Linked DNA regions of Sus scrofa: all the other regions are linked to region 1. The links are chromatin contacts, called in public Hi-C and HiChIP or PLAC-seq maps. All regions are on one chromosome and are shown on one strand. The core of a region is the stretch at or near the end of the contact, and the rest is flanking DNA. Distances in the headings are between cores, read along the strand shown. Region 1 overlaps NARS2 (probable asparagine--tRNA ligase, mitochondrial). Region 2 overlaps GAB2 (GRB2-associated-binding protein 2). Region 3 holds the start of USP35 (ubiquitin carboxyl-terminal hydrolase 35).

Region 1 (3,101 bases), core at 343-2,842:
GTGTAGATTGGAGATGCGGCTTGGATCTGACACTGCTGTCGCTGTGGCTGTGGCGTAGGCTGGCCAGTAGAGCTCCTGATTTGACCCCTAGCCTCAGAACCTCCATATGCCTCAGATGCGGCCCTAAAAAAAAAAGGAAAAAAAAATCAACTAATATCTTTATAGTACTTCACTGTCATATATGTTATTTTGTTGGTGTTTTTAATAATGTTATTAGACTCTTAGAGTTTCTAAAAGGAGTAATTCACCTTAAGTGATTACTTAAGCTTTAGGTATTCCAAGCAGGAAGAGAAATAGCATTTATTGAATACCAAGTGCATTTCAGGCACCATGTCAAATTCCTTTGTTTATATTATATAATCTTTTCAGCAACCCTTTGCAATAGGAATTAGTTTGCCTTTACAAGGGCAGAAACTATGTGTCTCTTGTACATTATTATATAATATCTGGCATGTGATAGTTGCTTTATAAATATTTGTTGAATGAATTATCTGTGTTTTTTTCTTTCTTTTTTTTTTTTCTTTTGGCCTCCCGTGGCTTATGGCTTATGGCATTCCCTGGCCAGGGATCAGATCCAAGACTCCAGATCCTTAACCCACTGTGCTGGGCCAGGAATTGAACCTGTGCTCCAGAGCTCCCAGGATGCCACCAATCCCATTGCACCACAGCAGGAACGCCTCTTTTTTTTTTTTTTTTTTTTTTAATGTTAGGAAACTAGGCCCAGGTAGAATTTATCAAAAGCCACACAGTAAAATACGGAGTTGCAGTTTAAACAAGATCTATTAGGCTGTAAAGTAAATGCCATTTGTCACACTCTAATGACTCCTGAAGTTGGGCTTTTGAGAAAAGATAGCAGAACCTTGAGTAAAGTTCTGAGATTAAAGAAGACTTTTTATTAGGTACAGACAACTGTTGAGAACACTAAAGTGTCCTTACCGTTTCTCTTTGACCATTCTTCCAAGACAACCTTTTATTTTCCTGCGGGAAGAGAATAACAACATTTACTGATGACTTACTGTTGGCAAGAACTACGGGTTGAGTACTGCTCTTTTTTGTGTAAATAACCTGTTAATAATACTTAGCTTATTTTTATTAAATATTGTACAGATGTAAATATTGTACAGATGTAAAATAAGCTATGTAGGTAGTGTAAAGCATACACATGGTCCCACTAAACTTAAGAATAAACTTAAGAAATATGCAATTATTAGTACTTTTTATCCCCCACTTTGTGCCCCCTGCATTCCATCTTCCCACCCTCTTTCCACTATGCTGATTTTGTGTTTTGTTATATCCATACTTTAAAAAAAATAGTTTCACCACATGGATGTCGCCCTAGGCGAAATACTGTTTTGGTTTACATGGGTCTCAACTTACACCAATGGAATCATCATCTTTTTCTGTAATGAGCTCCCCCCCCCCCGCCATGATTTCAATTAAATCAGAATCTCTGGGATGTAGGACTCAAGAATTCGTATTTTTTAAGGCTCTCTCAGTGGTTTCAGTATGCCTTCAAGGGTCATACAGAACAGTGGAAGTGCATGTTCATAGCTTCCACTTTGTTAGAAGATCCTGATTTTTAAAAAGGAATACTGAATTTTAAACTCCCACCAGCAGGGTGTGCTGTTCCACGCCTTACCAGTACCCAATATTTCCAGTCTTAAAATTTTGCCAACCTCATGGATGTAAAAGGGTTTTTGTTGGTTTTGGTTTTGGGGTTTTTTTTGTTTGTTTTTTTTGTTTTTGTTTTTTTTTTTTTTTTTTGCTTATTAGGGCTGCACGTGCAGCATATGGAGGTTCCCAGCCAGCAGTCGAATCAGAGGCGTAACTCCTGGCCTGTGCCACAGCCACAGCAACACCAGATCCAAGCCACGTCTGTAACCTGCACCATAACTCAGTGGCAATGCCAGATCCTTAACCCACTGAGCGAGGCCAGGGATCCTAAAATGGGTTTTTGATGTGATTTTATTTATTTAATTTTTTTTGAAGTGATTTTAATTTGCTTTTCCCTGGTAAGCTGTGATTGATCATTTTTTCTTACAGTTATTGGCCACTCATTTCCTCTTCTATATTTTCTGTTGTGTTGTCTTTTCATATCGGTGTTTTTGCATCCTTGGCTATCAATCTTTTGTTGAGTGTATGTTGCAGATGTTTTCTCTCAGCTTGTGGCTTGCCTTTTCTCTTTTATAATACAGAGATTAATTTAAATTTTAAATTAGAATTCTTAATTTAGTCAAATTTCAGTCTTTTTTTGATGTTTTGTGCTTTTGTATCTTGTTTAAGAAATCCCTTCTGTATTATGTACTAAAAGTTTTATAGTTTATACTTTACACATGTCTTTAATTTCTGGAATTTAATTTTGGATATGATGCAAAAGTCCAATTTTTTTCCAAAATGGATACCTAATTATTTAAGTACTATTTATTGAATAGTTCATTTTTCTTCCTGTGATTGCAGTTGCCAGCTCTGTCATAAATCAAGTTTCCATATATGTGTGTATCTTATTTCTGTGTGCTCTATTATCTTCCATTAGTTTTTCAGAATATCCCTGTGCCAGTGCCTCACTCAATTGCTATAGCTCTTTGCTAAGTCTTCATAGGCAGTAAAGCAAATCCTGCCACCTGATTTAAAGAATTTCCTGATCCTTTTCTCTTCATACAAACTTACAGATCATTTTGACAAGCTCCAAAAACCTCTGTTTGCTCTTTAATTGGAATAGCATTGATTCAGTAGATCGGTTTGGAAAAACTGATATCTTTGTGGTATTAAGTGTTACTATCACTGGACGTGGTCTATTCATATGTTTAGGAGTTCCTTAATATTTTTCAATACAAGTTAATTTTCTAAAGATTGCACATACCTTTCTTAGATTTATTCCTAGACACTTTATATTTTTTTGTGGTATTAGAAGTGTTCTGTGTATTGTTGGAAAGAGTGTATTTTTCAGTTATTGGGTGCAGTGTTCAACATCTGTGTATTATAACAAGATTATTAATTACATGTACATATCTGCAGTATGCCTACTAATATTTATTCTTTATTTGCCATTTCCTGGTATGTTAGGATCCTCTGGTATGTTTTTTCATTTTTTTCTCATTGTT
Region 2 (2,888 bases), core at 285-2,784, 280 kb after region 1:
GTGCACAAGCAACAGTGAGAACCCCATCTTCCTTTGGGGATCAGAATAGCCTTCCTGTCCTCCGGGGCAGGGAGCAGAAAGCTGCCCTGAGCTGTGTTTCCGAGCAGCCGGGTCCAAGTGCTCGCATTTGTGGCCCAGTTGTGGGCAGCTGTCCCTGACCCGCTGTACCACACACGAAAAGGCAGCAGCTCCTAGCACAGAGCTTGCATGAATTATTCATGGGCTCAGGAGCCATCCTCTGTTAGGAAAGCCCTCAGCCCTTTGAGTCCTCTGAGCTGAGGGCTTCTTCTTCCCCGTTGTCACCCTCTCTCCTCTATTCCGTAACTGGTCCAGGGCCTGCGCAGCCGCTCGCTCTCACGTGCATGCTGGAAGGTGTGCTAGCTGGTCTCGAGTCCCAGCCCTGCTGTTTATTTGCTCTGCAATGTTGAATAAGGACCTCTTATCTCTTTGAGGTGTTATCATCCAAAGTGGAGATGGAGCTCCCTCTCTCGCAGAGGGCTTGGGAGGAAGCTGGGCAAGTGTAGAGGCGCACGATGTGAGCAGTGGCTGCTTGTTTCCCAGCTCTCTGTGTCACGTTTGTGGTGAAAACGGTGATCTTTCTATCTGTAGGTCAAGATGAACAGGATATGATTTAAGTATCTTGTGTTTTTAGAGAACTTTTCAGTCTACAAAACACTTATGCAGTCTCCTTTGAGGATAAAGAAACAAAATAAGATAGACAGGGCTGCTAGCATTATTCCTACAGGCAAGCAAGGAAGCTCAGGTCTAAAGGCACTACCCTTGCCAGAAAGCAGTGTTGCCAGGTCAAGAATCCCAGGCTTTTAGCTCCATCGTGGGGCTAAGTGCTCTAACTCCTTCTCATTTATCTGAACCCCTTTTCACAGACCTGTTTACTGTGGCAACTTGTAAATCACAAAATAGCCAGCAAGGAAGAGGAGCGAGAAGTTGATAAGTCACTGAGAACTAAACATTTGGAAAGTCAAGTGCTATCTGTACATTAATATTAATCTCTGAGGGCTAAATTAGCAAGATAACATGATCCGTCTCAGAGCAGCCAACTACTGTGAAGTAGAGCTCGGGGAGTTTAAGTCACCAGAACCCTGTTTGTAATTCTTAAAGATTTTGAAATAAGGCCAGAGCCGCCTCCATATCCTGTCTGTTATTGTAGCTTTTTCCTTCTCAAACTCCCTGGCAGGAATGTCACAGTGGTCGCATGACTAACTCTATGCAAAGACAAGGTCCCTGAGTTCCAACCAACTGTTCTTTATCTGTTCCCCATCTTTTCTGTATGAAAATTTGGGGAGAGACTGCCTTCCCTTAAATATTCTGTAAACATTTGAACTTCTAGTAATTCATGAATTTCCCCGGGAACTCAAGAGCAGAATTATTCCAAGTCCTGGGGTCAAACGATACCCATAGGAGTGCTTTGGGGGAAGTGTTATCGGGGTCTTCAAACAGCTCCTTCCTCTCCAGAGAGAATGATTGGTGCCTTCAAGTTCAGGACCCGTTACTCCAGCTGGACTTCTGAGAGCGGGGAGGGCTGCGGTGGAGCCGGGCGGTCCATTCCAGTGCCTTCGGGTGACCTGGTCCTTCTCCCCTGACTAATGAGTGGAAGAACCAGAGGAGAAGCAGGGTTTGGGGGGAGTGGAGGAGGGTGGGGACGAAAGAGACCTCAGCCTTTCTCTCATTCCTGGGAGGCCTTTTCCTCCTTTCTTCCCTACACTACCCTTTTTTTTTAACTGAGTTCAGATCTCTCGACTCCTCTGGGGGACCCTTGTTGGAAGCTTAGAGCAAATGTGGAGGTGATAACGTGGCTTCTCCCCAGGCCGGCACAGGTCCCCTGAGGAGCCAAGAGCAGAGCGGAGCCTGACCCGGGCCCCAGCCCAGAGGCGGAGGCTGCGGGCTGAATCACCCACCCTTCTTTTCCCACTGAGACAATGAGGAAAATAAACATCCAAACCAGTTTCCAAACAGATCTGAAATCCTCACGCCTTAAAAAAAAAAATAACCCTGAAGTATCAGACCTTCCTCCTCGATCTTTTGTTGGTTTGTTGTTGTTTCTGTCTGCAGCTGGGTCTGGTCACCCTGAGAGTAGGCCTTGAGGTGGGACATGAACTCCATAAAGTCCCCACAGACACTTTGGCTTTATCCTAGAGCAGGCTCAGGCCCTGCAGCAAAGTCCAGACCCTCCGGAGGAGGAAGGGGAGACAGGAGGAAACCTGACCCTCTCCTCTTCATTCTAAGCCTTGATCCTCCTTCCTGCTCTCCCTTGTATACCAGGCACTCCTCCTCACCTCCAAACCCCCCCGCCCCCTGCCGCCAGCCAGCATAGACTCAGTCTAGTGTTACCTGCCAAACCCACAGGCTGTTAGAAATGAGAGTGTTTCATCGAAGCTCCTCAAGACCAGAAGCTTTGGATAGCTCCCAAACAGCCCATAAGATGCTCCCCCTTTTTTGTTTTTTGAGTGCTTCTTATTATCTCTGTGAAGAAAAGTAATAAATCATTGTTGAATTGGTCCCAGACCAGATTCCAAAGCCCAGTGAAACTCTCATTTTTTTGCTAAAGATAGAATTAGGACTTTGAATTTAGTGGTAAGGTCACCTTGAACCTCTGAAGCTGGGTTTCGTTTGTTTGTTTGTTTGTTTCTTTCTTTCTTGTTTTTTGGGGTTTTTTTAGTGCCGCACCTGCAGCATATGGAAGTTCCCAGGCTAGGGGTTGAATTGAATTGAGCTGCCGGCCTATGTCGCAGCCACAGCAACTTGGGATCCAAGCCACATCTGCTACCTATGCCACAGCTCATGGCAACACCAGATCCTTAACCCACTGAGCGAGGCCAGGGATTAAATCCGCATTCTTAGATACTATGTTTCGTTACTGCTGAGCTACA
Region 3 (3,095 bases), core at 173-2,672, 400 kb after region 1:
GAGAGTCTCAAACATCAACCAAGAAAGCCCCTACACAGGTCACTGGACAGGCCTGAGGGAGGAGTTACCCATTCGAGAAATGGCACAAACAACCAAAGCTGAAGAAAAAAGACAACAAAAAACAAAACAAAACAACCAGTTCCTGGTTAACCCTCAGGTCAAAAGCTCACAGGATTTCAGGGGACAGGGCAGGGGGCTTCAAGTTCTCGCTCGACCTCTCCATACCCCAGAGCACAGCAGCCCCTCCAAACCCCAGCGTTGAGGAGCCCATTCCCTTTCCTCCCCGAGGCTCACACCCAGGCTCCCTCCTCTCACTCCCATGGGTGCCAGAGCCCCCTTGGGTCGGGGTGAAGGGACCAGGCTGTCCCTTTCCCTGGGCCCCCAGGTCTCTGGATAGCAGCATCTCTCTCTGTATTTTCTAACTGAACCTCTAGCCAAGGCAGGCCCTGGGAAGGATCCTCTTGCCCTACTACCCGGAGGCCCTGAGATAAAAAGGGGTGGGGGGCTCACTAGTGAAAAAGTAACTGGTCTTTTACCGAAAGAGAACAGAGGAGAGAGAAGGGAAGAAGGTGGGAGCACATACTCCCTCTGGGGGCCTCCCCTCACATACCTCTGATGGCCGCATCCCCACCCCCACCCCAGGCTTTCTGGAAGAGCGAGCACCGGTTTGACAACCAGGGTCTTCTGTTCGCGAGGGTTATTATAGGGGGCTGCACCGGAGCGGAGGATGCTGAGAATAGCAGAAACCCATTCTAAGTGGAGGCGGCCTCTTGGATCCCCCAGTTTGTACCCCAGCTCGGCCCCACCCCTTCCTCCAGTTACACCAGTGCACTAGCTTCTAGCCCAGGCTGGGGCTGCGGACCCCCTGAAAGGCGGGAGTAGCTTCAAGATACCGGGCGCGGGTACCCTCAGCCCTGAGAGGGGCGGGGGCGAGGGCAGGATCACCTATATGCACAATAGATAAAGAACGAGCTTGAAGCCCAGAGAGGGGCAGCCACTTGCCCAAGGTCACACAGCCAGGCCCAGGATGCACCCAGATCTCCCACCTCCCAGCACCCTACTAGGAATTCAAGAGCCCTAGGCGCGTATCCCGGCTCTTGAACCATTAGGGTGCAGACACTCCCTCCCCCCAACCCGCAAACATGCCTGAGCCCACTTACCTCTGGGACCCCAGTGGTCCCTGCCTCAGAGCCGGCTCCCGGGCGGGGCGCTCAGGCCAGGCTGGACCAGCCTGGGCCAGGCTAGGTCAGGGCGGGTCCTTTGCTTCCCCCGGAGTGGGGACGCCCTCTGCCAGGTTCCAGCTGGCAAAGATGCTGCTTCCACTGCAAAGCCCAGCCTCTCCACCCAGCTCTGCACAAGCCAGTCCCACGGCAGCTCGACTCAACCGCGCGGCCGCGGGGCTGCAAGGCTGCGGGGCGAAGTGGGGGGAGGGGCGAGGTGCGGGAAACGGGGCGGAGCCGGAGCGGGGACCACCCCGCGAACCGCCACTCAAGCCGCGTCCCCTTTAAGGCCAGCCGGCCTGAGCGCTGGCGGGGGCGGGGCGGGAGCTGGACGCCTAACTGCAATGTTTCCTGGGAGATGGAGTTCACTCTTGCGTGGCGGAACCGCAAAAGAGCCCATGGAGAACTACAAGTTCCGGATCGCAGCGCGCGGGTCCAGGGGCCGACACGCCCCTGGGCTGGGCTCCAGCCCTCCACCCTCCTCGCAAAGCTGCGCTGGCCGCCCGCGGAGGGGAGGTTGCAGAGCGAGGGCAGGAGGTGGGTGCGGCGTGGTCGGAGGTTCGGGGCGCAGGGATAGCCGGTGAGGGGACGCGGGCCCACCTGGGCACTTGTCCTACCATGAGAGGTCATCTAGCTTACCCTGGCCTCGCCATTCTCATCTGTCCAATGGGAATAGCAACACCTGTGACTGCGCGGGGGGAGGGGGGAGCGTTTTTGGGAAAGAGGGGGCGGAGCTGGTGGAAGGGGCCTGGATGGATGGATGGATAGATGATGTTAGGAAAAGCCCGGATCGAGAGGGCTAAGACTGTGGGAGGAGCATAGTGGGTGGGGCAAGGAGGGGCGGAGTGTCTAGGTAAGTAGGGGAACTTGCGCGAGACGGGAGAAAGGGGCTGCGGAGCTGGGGAGTGGGTGTTGAGAAAGCGACGAGGCCAGTGTGGGTTGGATTGGGTGGAGTGGGCCGAAGAGCATTGGGAGGGAGGGGCGGGGATGTAAAGATGAAAAGGATCCCTCCCAGCTCTTGTCAGCAGCGCTGAAACGGTTTGGGCAAGAGGGTGCCCAAATGGGTAAATGCCTGTGGATGCACGGAAAACCTTCTTTACCCATGACTAGAAATAAAAAGCTCATTCATCCCTTGTACTCAGTGCGTCACACTTACGATCTCATTCAGTTCACACCCTGTAAAGGTGTCACCATACCTGTTTACAGATGAGGAACATGCTCAGAGAAGTGAACTTGCCCCAAACCACCCAAGACTCCTTACTCCAAAGACCTTTTTTTCACTGCAGTGCAGCGAGGTAGGGGTTTAATCTGTAGTGAAAGCCAAGGAACAGACAGAAGTGTCAGCATCCTGCCCTCAGCAAGCTGTGTAACAGGACTGGCTTCCTCAGCCTTTCAGAATACCAACCTGGAAGGCAACCCTCCTGTGGTTATTGTGAAGGTGAGATGAGATGGATTTGAAAATCATTTGTTTATAAATTATTATTGTGAGGAGCAGGAAGAGCATAAGGAAGAGAGTGTTTGAAATGAGGTTCTTGTGCTTGAGGAAAACCCCAAGATGAAGCCTGAGAGTGAGGCAAGAGGATGAAGGAAAATTCTGGAAGAGAATGGGGAATGGTGACGAATGGGAGTCTACCCCAGAAGAGGGAGTACTTTGCTGTGCAAGCCAGGTCAAGTGGCTTCTCTGCTCCAGCCCACTTTTGCCTGCTGGACAACTCCTCAAGGAGGAGCCTGGGAAGCACCTTTTCTCTCTGGGGTGTAGGGGTAATAGAGCAGCTTGTGAGCTTCTTATATGAACTGGGCAAAAAAGGCTAAAAACTGTTGGCTAGAGAGGGAGGCCAGCAAGGAGAGGTGAAGGACAGTGCCCCCCACATAGTT

The links. Hi-C and Micro-C count contacts between places; a contact is called where the count stands out from the background. HiChIP or PLAC-seq counts read pairs in DNA pulled down with a chosen protein or histone mark.
Region 2: an H3K27ac HiChIP or PLAC-seq map of alveolar macrophages shows a contact between it and region 1. The contact joins two enhancer-like sites. A contact is called at or near these places in 5 of 47 Hi-C or Micro-C datasets (embryonic fibroblasts, epiblast stem cells, fibroblasts and 2 more) and 2 of 2 datasets of contacts at active chromatin or transcription factors (alveolar macrophages and skeletal muscle).
Region 3: a Hi-C map of alveolar macrophages shows a contact between it and region 1, with 1.9 times the contacts expected there. The contact joins the promoter of USP35 here to the enhancer-like site in region 1. A contact is called at or near these places in 1 of 5 promoter capture datasets (fetal liver), 2 of 47 Hi-C or Micro-C datasets (alveolar macrophages and embryonic fibroblasts) and 1 of 2 datasets of contacts at active chromatin or transcription factors (alveolar macrophages).

The regions. Positions count from the first base shown.
Region 1 is chr9:12,985,817-12,988,917 of Sscrofa11.1, reverse strand. All of the region lies in intron 5 of NARS2 (probable asparagine--tRNA ligase, mitochondrial), which reads left to right. Among named protein-coding and RNA genes, the nearest start is that of NARS2, 24 kb to the left of the region's middle. Within about 2 kb of position 1,592, at least 5 of the 83 cell types and tissues checked have an H3K27ac peak or open chromatin away from gene starts, as enhancers often do. A contact at or near this core is called in alveolar macrophages, where this site is marked.
Region 2 is chr9:12,710,042-12,712,929 of Sscrofa11.1, reverse strand. All of the region lies in intron 2 of GAB2 (GRB2-associated-binding protein 2), which reads left to right. Among named protein-coding and RNA genes, the nearest start is that of USP35, 130 kb to the right of the region's middle. Within about 2 kb of position 1,534, at least 27 of the 83 cell types and tissues checked have an H3K27ac peak or open chromatin away from gene starts, as enhancers often do. A contact at or near this core is called in alveolar macrophages, where this site is marked.
Region 3 is chr9:12,584,355-12,587,449 of Sscrofa11.1, reverse strand. USP35 (ubiquitin carboxyl-terminal hydrolase 35) reads right to left here and starts at 1,422. Exons shown (of 13, transcript XM_013979184.2): 1 at 1,161-1,422. KCTD21 (BTB/POZ domain-containing protein KCTD21) reads left to right here and starts at 1,593. Exons shown (of 2, transcript XM_021062565.1): 1 at 1,593-1,757.